Linked DNA regions of Sus scrofa: region 2 is linked to region 1. A link is a contact called in public Hi-C data. All regions are on one chromosome and are shown on one strand. The core of a region is the stretch at or near the end of the contact, and the rest is flanking DNA. Distances in the headings are between cores, read along the strand shown.

What was found. Hi-C and Micro-C count contacts between places; a contact is called where the count stands out from the background.
Region 2: a Hi-C map of liver shows a contact between it and region 1, with 2.4 times the contacts expected there. The contact joins two enhancer-like sites. A contact is called at or near these places in 1 of 5 promoter capture datasets (liver) and 4 of 47 Hi-C or Micro-C datasets (all in liver).

Annotation. Positions count from the first base shown.
Region 1 is chr6:146,803,860-146,808,449 of Sscrofa11.1, forward strand. LEPR (leptin receptor) reads right to left here. Exons shown (of 18, transcript NM_001024587.1): 18 at 1-741. Among named protein-coding and RNA genes, the nearest start is that of LEPR, 61 kb to the right of the region's middle. Within about 2 kb of position 3,207, at least 2 of the 83 cell types and tissues checked have an H3K27ac peak or open chromatin away from gene starts, as enhancers often do. A contact at or near this core is called in liver, where this site is marked.
Region 2 is chr6:146,940,010-146,944,076 of Sscrofa11.1, forward strand. No RefSeq gene overlaps it. Among named protein-coding and RNA genes, the nearest start is that of LEPROT, 45 kb to the right of the region's middle. Within about 2 kb of position 1,407, at least 2 of the 83 cell types and tissues checked have an H3K27ac peak or open chromatin away from gene starts, as enhancers often do. A contact at or near this core is called in liver, where this site is marked.

The DNA.
Region 1 (4,590 bases), core at 1,957-4,456:
AGTCTTCTGACCAGAAGTTCCTAAATTGAAATTATTTTCTACAAGGTGTGAACAGCTCTCCTGGAGGATTTTGATGTCAGCGAATAAACAGTGGGCTGGGAATGGGCACCGCACTCTTGACTCATCAGTCAAAAACACATCACTCTCTCTCTTTTTGATTGAGGTGACTCCTAAATAATAGACAGACCTTTCGTCATTATGTTCTTTGGGGAAATTTCCCTCAAACTTCATAAGTTCATCCAATCCTTCTGAGAAGGAAAGGTGTGGTGAAATCATATTGGGATGCTGATCTGATAAAATAAAAAAGGCCTGGGTTTCTATCTCCCATGAGCTATTCGAGAAAGACTCTTTCGGTAGGGAATTGCTGCTAGAGAAGCATCTGCTGACCAAGCTACTTACAAGTTCTTGCTCTTGCTCAGTTTCACCTGATTTAGGGCTGCTGAGCAGGGTGGCATATTTAATAGAGGGCTGTCTTCTATTTTCATCCTCACAAGTTATCTCCATGCTCTCAGCCTCAGAGAAGTGGGCACTGCTGCGTTGGTCACTAATACAAATTGAACTCTTTTCAAGATCCGGAGTTGTCAAGAGTAGAGAGACTGTAGTTGGTGGCACCATCTCATCCTTATTTTTCCATGATGTATCAACACTGATATCTTCCGAAATGGTTTCAGGCTCCAAAAGAAGAGGGCCAAATGTCACTGATTCTGTGTGCTTGATAAAAAGATGCTCAAATGTTTCCGGCTAAAAGAAAAGACAGATTTTAATGCTCAAGTGTGTTTAAAAAATCATTTTGCTTCACTATGACATCAATTGAAGAAATGGAAGGGTGAAAATACCAAGAGACATAAGTCAAGTCGTCACAAATCAACTGGGTTTGGACAGAAACATACCAAAAATTAAAAGGGAGAGGCCGTAGAATAGTGTGTAAAAGTGGGAGGAAGTGGACTCCTTGAATCCTTCTGTTTCTGTGACCATGGACAAGTTCATTAACCTCTCTGCCTTTCAGTTCCTTCACCTGTAAAACTGTGTTCAATATTTACTCCACGGCAATGCGGCAAGGAATAAAGTAAACGGTGTCTGAAAATGCTTATTAGCTCTCAACAAAGATTGTTTACTGTAATTACAAAGTACTATCTTTGGAAGAATGCCTAATATTCCTATAAAGCAAATTATACTTCCACAAACTGAATTTTTTTTTTTGTATTTTTATGGCCACACCTGCGGCACATGAAGGTTCCCAGGCTAGGGGTTGAATCGGAGCTGCAGCTGCCAGCCTATGCCACAGCCACAGCCACACAGGATCCGAGCCGTGTCTGTGACCTACACCACAGCTCACAGCAACGCCAGATCCTTAACCCACTGAGCAAGGCCAGGGATCGAACCCACGTCCTCATTGCTACAAGTCGGGTTCGTTAACTGCTGAGCCATGATAGGAACTCCCACACAAACTGAAATTTTAAGCCTCAAATTAAAAAAAATGAATTGATATAAAATCAAATGAGCAAAACAGCTATAGCTAAAATAACTATTCCATGACATATGATATGAAGGTAAACTATATGTGACTGACTGTTAAGGACTTATCTGCCTTATGTCACACTAAGAACCTGTTTACGATTGTCAGGAAAAAAGAACTAAATACCTATTTGTTGAAAACAATGAAAATGAAAGGGATGATCACAAACTTTTCAAGACTTTTCCTTGTAAATAACTTCATATAAAAATACAAACTATATGACATGTGGAATGAAGACAAAGACACAAAATAAATACACATCATACTTTTTTATAAGAAAGGTGGTTACATTACAATGAAAAATCCTGCCAAGCAGCTACAAGGCAAGAATTTGTGTGCAAAAGCTCAACTCATACAATGTAAACATATTGAAAAAAGAAATGCAAAATAAAGAATGCTGTGGACACATCACATTGAAAAATTAACACAACTGAATGACGTGCATTAGAAATTTCTATTTATATGTTATACATAGAATTAAATTTTTGAATTTTATGATTTTAAACTGACAGAATAAATTCTAATTAATTGTTTGAAATAACAATATAACCAACTATTCTTCATAATGGCAAATATATTCCACATAAAAACACAATTCACTTAACACAGCTTTGAACTCTTAAATGAAATATAGTGGTGATTATAATCATAAAGGAATAAATATGCCAGATGCTTTATAATGGAATAGACTTGTACAGATATTAAAATACTGCATAATAACAAACACTTTATTAACACAACCTCTTCTATTATTCTATGGACAAAATATACGAAAAGTGTCCCTGTGCCTATTTTCTTTCTGACAGAAATCTATAATTAGATTTATAAGTTCTTTCAAATATTTTCTTGATTTTTTTTTTTTTTTGGCTAGATTGGTGGGATTACATACCCACGAAACCTTTAGTCAACAGCTAAATACCCTAGTCAACTGGCATCAATCTATCATTTTGGTTTTTTTAAATGTTACTACTATTGTGTATTAAATTTCTTAAAATTTAATGAACCTAGAAATTAAGATCTCCATATAAAGGAATTGCATGCTTTCAATATGAAAATTAAAAAAATACACACAGAGAGACCATAGCATGCAGTCGAACACATGTTCTTCAAATGACATTTGGTATATTTCATGCCCTTTAAAACTTCATAATTGTCAACTGATCACTGATGCCAAATAATGTGCATGTCTTCAAATGCACTTGATGAGAGATTTCACTAATAATTAATAAGAAGTCATACGTCTATATTATATCAAGGCATATTTTATCAGTGGGTCACAAACTTTTAAAAGTATATTTATTAAAAAATCATTTCAGCCACTATATGCCTCTAAGTTTCAACTATTTTAGAACAGTCTGGAAGCATATTAAATATGTATTCAGCTGACAGGAATTAAAGAATATCCTTTCATATTTTTCACACTTAGATTTTACATTCCAATGACATCTATTAAAAGTCAATGAAGGGGGGGAAGGCACATTCTTCCTGATTTTTAGTTGTTTTTTTAAACATTCGAGTCAAACTATGCATGAAATCTAAATGTAAGTACTCCATTCCATAGCCTAAATTTGACTATCATATGGGTTCATCAAACAGAGGCTTTGGTTTATTTTGAATGTGAGCAACATAACACACAAGTTCACAGAAACAGCAGGTGGCCTTTTGCTCAGGGAGTAAAGTCCTGTGTTTGCCATGAACTATTTCTAAAAGCTCCAGAGAGTCTCCGTTTTTGCATCACTGCCCATTTCCCTGCCTGCCAGAAACTTTGGGTGGTTCAGAGTAAATCTGGTCAAAAATTTCACAAGGAGGCTATATTGGAGGCTGATGTATTTTCTGATCTGGTCAATCTGACTGGCATATGTCAGGTCATCCTGATATGAACTGTAACTTCTACTGGCCTTTGACCAGAACAAACAGTAACTTCCGGCTTTCTTTAAACTGAAATGGACATCAGGACTTAAGTCATTTTCAAGGCTATCAAAAACAAAAATTCCTATAATAATCAAAATTAGAAATATATAAAAGCTACAAGACATTCAAAAGAATACTCAAATCAGTCAGTTTATAGGCTAAAGTGTACATAAAAGAATATAAAGTGGAAAATTTTGGACATAAAACATAAACACTTTTACTGCGTTCTATATTTAGAGCCATTGTACTTGCAATGTGTCAGAAGTTGCCGTTCTCATCCAGTTAGAACATTGTCTGTTAGATGTTTGATGATATCTAATAGATATGTGGTAAGAGCAACAGTTATAATTTTTAATGTTTCATGACCAGGCAAATGACAAAGCAAAAGCCAGATCTCCTAAATATTACTATTTAGACTTCAGATGACTTGAAAAGTAATCATACATCCAAACTGAATTGGATTCAGACCTATAGTTTGGACCTCAAATTCACCCATCTATTTTAAGTTCTAAATCAACATAATCCACCACATTTTAGTTCTCAAGAATCCCACCAAATTTGTTTACATTGTCTCCCCTTCTTCGAAATGTAAAAATCTTCTAATACTCTATAGAATGATGGCAAGTTGGTAGATTGGATTCATCTGCAGTGATCATGATTAGACTTCAAAGAATGTCCGTTCTCTGTTCAGATAAAATAAAACAAAATAAGAAAGCAAAATAAAAAAAAAAATCACTCAGAAAGCAAAAGATAAAAGATTTCAAAAAGCTGTTCTGTCAGACAGGGGTGCTTGATTATAATAAATTCCTGTGTTATACTATACCTATGCATGTTTTTAGGAAAAGATAAAATTTTGAACCTAGGGGGCCTCTTCCATTTCCTTAATGCACTCCTTAACATCACCCTAAGAACAACCTTAAGGATCCTAGAAAAGGAAAAACTATAGAGGACTAACAGGATAAGTAAAAGGAGAGAAGAACAAAGTGCTGGAAAAATAAAAAAGAAGTGGAGGAGCAACAGCAGTATTAGAGAGTTCGGAACAAGAAAGAGTAAAAGAGTAGAGCTCTGAAGACAAACATTTAAAAATTAAAAAAGAGCTGAAATAGTGAAGAGGAGTAGAATGACAGAACATTTATCATGATTTTTTTCCGTTCAGAAAAAGA
Region 2 (4,067 bases), core at 157-2,656, 130 kb after region 1:
AGGGTACCACTGCCAGAATAAAGCAGCCGCACTATCTTTGAGTCACCTTGCTCAACATCCTAATTCCTGCAAGAAAGCAGCTAGACTGGCTTGGCCTGGATGATATGTTCAGCCTTACCTGGAGAGGAGAAGCCGTCTTATAGGACGATTCCACTGGAACTGAGTACAGCTTGGGAAGAGTAGTTTTCCAAAGGGAAACCAGAGTGATGCTTCCAAAAGAGGAAAGAATGAAAGCTGAATACATGAAAATACAGAGACCCAACACAAGAATTAGTGATCATTTTGAACATCACTTATAGTATTAGATTATAATCTTGTGATGCCCTTGGAACCTAGTTAGCTGTTCAAAGCTCCTTGTCCCCTTTACTTAATGGCGTCAGACTTTTTTTTTTGGCTTCCCTAGGGTCTCACCTGCGGCATATGCATGTTCCCAGGCTAGGGGCCTAATCAGTGCTACAGCTGGCGGCCACGGCCACGGCCACAGCAACTCGGGATCTGAGCCGTGTCTGTGACCTACACCACGGCTCATGGCAATGCCAGATCCTTAACCCACTGAGTAAGGCCAGGGATCGAACCTGCAACCTCATGGTTCCTAGTCAGATTTGTTAACCACTAAGCCGCAATAGGACCTCCCAGACTTTTTTACTTCTGGGGGTTCTAATTTATACAAATTTTTTCTCTCTTTTTTCTTTTAAATTGATTACTTGTTTCTTTCTACTTTCAATTTGCCTACTTTTGGTGCTTTCAATTCACCTACCTCACTACTTTTCATTTACCTGCCTCCTGTACTGAGTTGTGGACTAGGAAATGAAAGAACCAAGCTTGTTAGACGTTATGTGTACATTGAGGCTGTGAGTATAGGTCTATGAAGCAGGTGATCGAACACAGGCTAGGTGTCATCTGCATCGCTGCTCAGGGGTTTATCAGTTTAGTTGTTCACCTGATTTGATAGTGACTAGATGAAGAATTTCTCCGTAAATGATATGCTGTCATTTTTCTGAAGAACACAATGTTCTCTTATCATTTTTTTTTTAAATTTCATCTCCACCATAGTACTGAAAGAAGGGAAAGGACAAATATTTGCACAATGTTAAAAGTATACACATGGGGCTGCAGAGAGCTTGAAGGACACGGATGGAAAGGCTAGCGATAAGCCCCAGGTGTCCTGGTTTCCATTCTAGAATTTAATTAATAAATTCTGCTATGTATAGGTCAGAAGCAGCTTAAAACTCAAGGGATCACGAAGGGATATAACAAGTGTATGATATAGACAGAAAAGCACAGGGAAAATTTCACATGTAACTGCTGAACAGGCGCGGGATCCTGAGTGTTATTAACTAAATGGGAACAAAGAGAGAACCGTCTAAGTTAACTGGGAACAAACGTAGATTGCATTGTGCAATAATTTGGATGAACTATCGAAAACATGCTTGCCAATGTTCAGGTGACACTTTTAGCAACAATGTGGATGAAATCCTGAAAAGATGTTTGCCAGTGTTCAGGTGACACAAAACTGGGAAGCATTACAATATATCAAATGACAAATAACAGTCAAGGTGGAGTATATTGGCTAGATGAAATTTAATAAGGATTTTTAAACCTTTCGTACATATGTATGTCTAACATTCAAACTTATAAACATGGTACAGAGGAAGTCTGATTTGACAGAAGTCACAAGGATTTTGGTCTACTACAAATAAAGAAATAATAACACCTATACTTACCATTTATTGAACATAGTGGTAACATCATACTAAGTTCTTCACATGTATCATGTCAGTTCTCACAACAATTCTAAAGCGTGGACATTGGCAACAGCAGCAGCATTATCATAATCCCCACGTTACAAGTAAGAAAAATAATAATCTGGGAAATCAAAAGCCCAGAGTCCAGCTCATCAGCATTGAAACCAGAAGTTAAACCTACCAAAAAAATCTGTATCTTAACGAATATGCTACTGCTATTGCATAAGAATAAGTTTTATTGCTAAAAGACTCAAGGAAGTCTTTTTGCCTTGCTCACATCTCCTTTGGAATATTGTATGCCTTTTTCTGGGGACTAAAATTTTTAGTTTGATCTATATATACTTTTTATAAAGATACAGTCACAGGGAGTTCCCACTGTGGCTCAGTGAGTTAAGAACCCGACATAGTGTTCGTGAGGATGCCGATTCAATCCCTGACCTCACTCAGTGGGGTTAAGGATCCAGCAAAGTGGCTGTGGCTACAGCGTAGTTTGCAGACGTGGCTCCTATTTGACCCCTACACCAGGAAATTCCATATACTGCCAAGTGCAGCTGTTTTTTTTGTTTTGTTTTTTGTTTTTTAAAATAGGGTATGGTCACAGTTCATCCTGAGAGCACTAGAAAGCATGAACGGGTACCCTGAGACCTGTTTAAGAGATGCTTTAAAATATGCAAATATGAAACAAGCATTATGCATGGTGTTGAGGAAGCAGCCTAAGTGTTGGATTTAGCCAGATTGGATCCACCCCTCCTAGCTGTGTGACCTTGCACCATGTTCCCCATCTGTAAAATATGCATAATAATCCCCTCAGGCCACTGTTGTTGGGAGCACTAGCAGCAATGCATGTGAGCTCCTTGGTACAGCTCTCGTACATCGACGTGCTTAAGAGATAGTATTAATACTGCTCTTAAGTGAAAGGAAAATGGATTGAACCTTGATGTTAGGAAGGGGAATGGCACTTAGTCAATTTATATGTGCACTTTAGGGGACTACTGCAGGGGCGTTAGGTGAGTTTTGAATTAGGTGTTCTCTGAGGTCCCTTTTAAAGTGTAGATTCTGAATATGAACAAATGTGCTTTTACCCATCTGCAACTTGTGCTGACCAGCCAGCCGTGGGATCCAGGCTATAAGCTGCAGCATGGAGGTGAGAGTCCATGGAGACACTGTCACCATCTTCCCCACTTCCCACCAGCTCAAGGACACTCCCTTTCCAGAGGTCCCTCAAAGCAAAGGACTATTTATAATGCCAGGTTAGCAAGTACCTTCATGTTGTTAAGCAGGTGTCATTGGCATCGATAACAGCTAAATATATATATTACTCCAGAGGTCCTGTCGTGGCTCAGCAGGTTAAGAACACAGCAAATAGGAGTTCCCGTCGTGGCGCAGTGGTTAACGAATCCGACTAGGAACCATGAGGTTGCGGGTTCGGTCCCTGCCCTTGCTCAGTGGGTTAACGATCCGGCGTTGCCGCAAGCTGTGGTGTAGGTTGCAGACGCGGCTCGGATCTCGCGTTGCTGTGGCTCTGGCGTAGGCTGGTGGCTACAGCTCCGATTCGACCCCTAGCCTGGGAACCTCCATATGCCGCGGGAGCGGCCCAAGAAATAGCAAAAAGACAAAAAAAAAAAAAAAAGAACACAGCAAATATTCATGAGGTTGCAGGTTCAATCCCTGGCCCTGCTCCGTGAGTTGAGGATCCAGCCTTGCTGCAAGTGGATGTGGCTTGGATCTGGCGTTGCTGTGGCTGCGAGCCACAGCTAAATAACCCAGAGGAATAAAGCTAGCGGAACAGGGCGAAAATGGAAGAGGCAAGGGCAGACAGCATGACTGCGTGTTGATTTCTTTGGCCACTGCACCTTCTCCCAGAAGACAGCTCTGTTTGTGAATTACAGCATCTGGTCTGAGTTGACTCATTTTACTACCTCGCGCTGGCATGCCATTGGTGAACTGATTTTATTCCTTTTGTTTTTAATGACTGTTTGGGAGTACCTCCTATGTACATGATGTTTTGAAGACCTGAGTTGCACTTTGCTTTATCTTTTGAGCCAGATTTCATAGTAATGTCTTTATTTACAAAGGCAGAAAAAAACTTTTACTAGGTTACTAAGGTCTGGGCTGGGATAATGAAAAAGAGTCATTACAAACTGACCCCAAGTGCTGGGGAAGTGTCCTGAGCATTCTGTTTACAAGCCAAAGGGATGAAATCTACCTCTTTGAAGTTTTCTTCCTGACACATTTCTGGCCTGTCTAAAGCAAAGTGATAAGATTTTCTAATATCACCGGATGCTGAATTTCTATTTTGGACTTTGGAAATTTTTCATAATA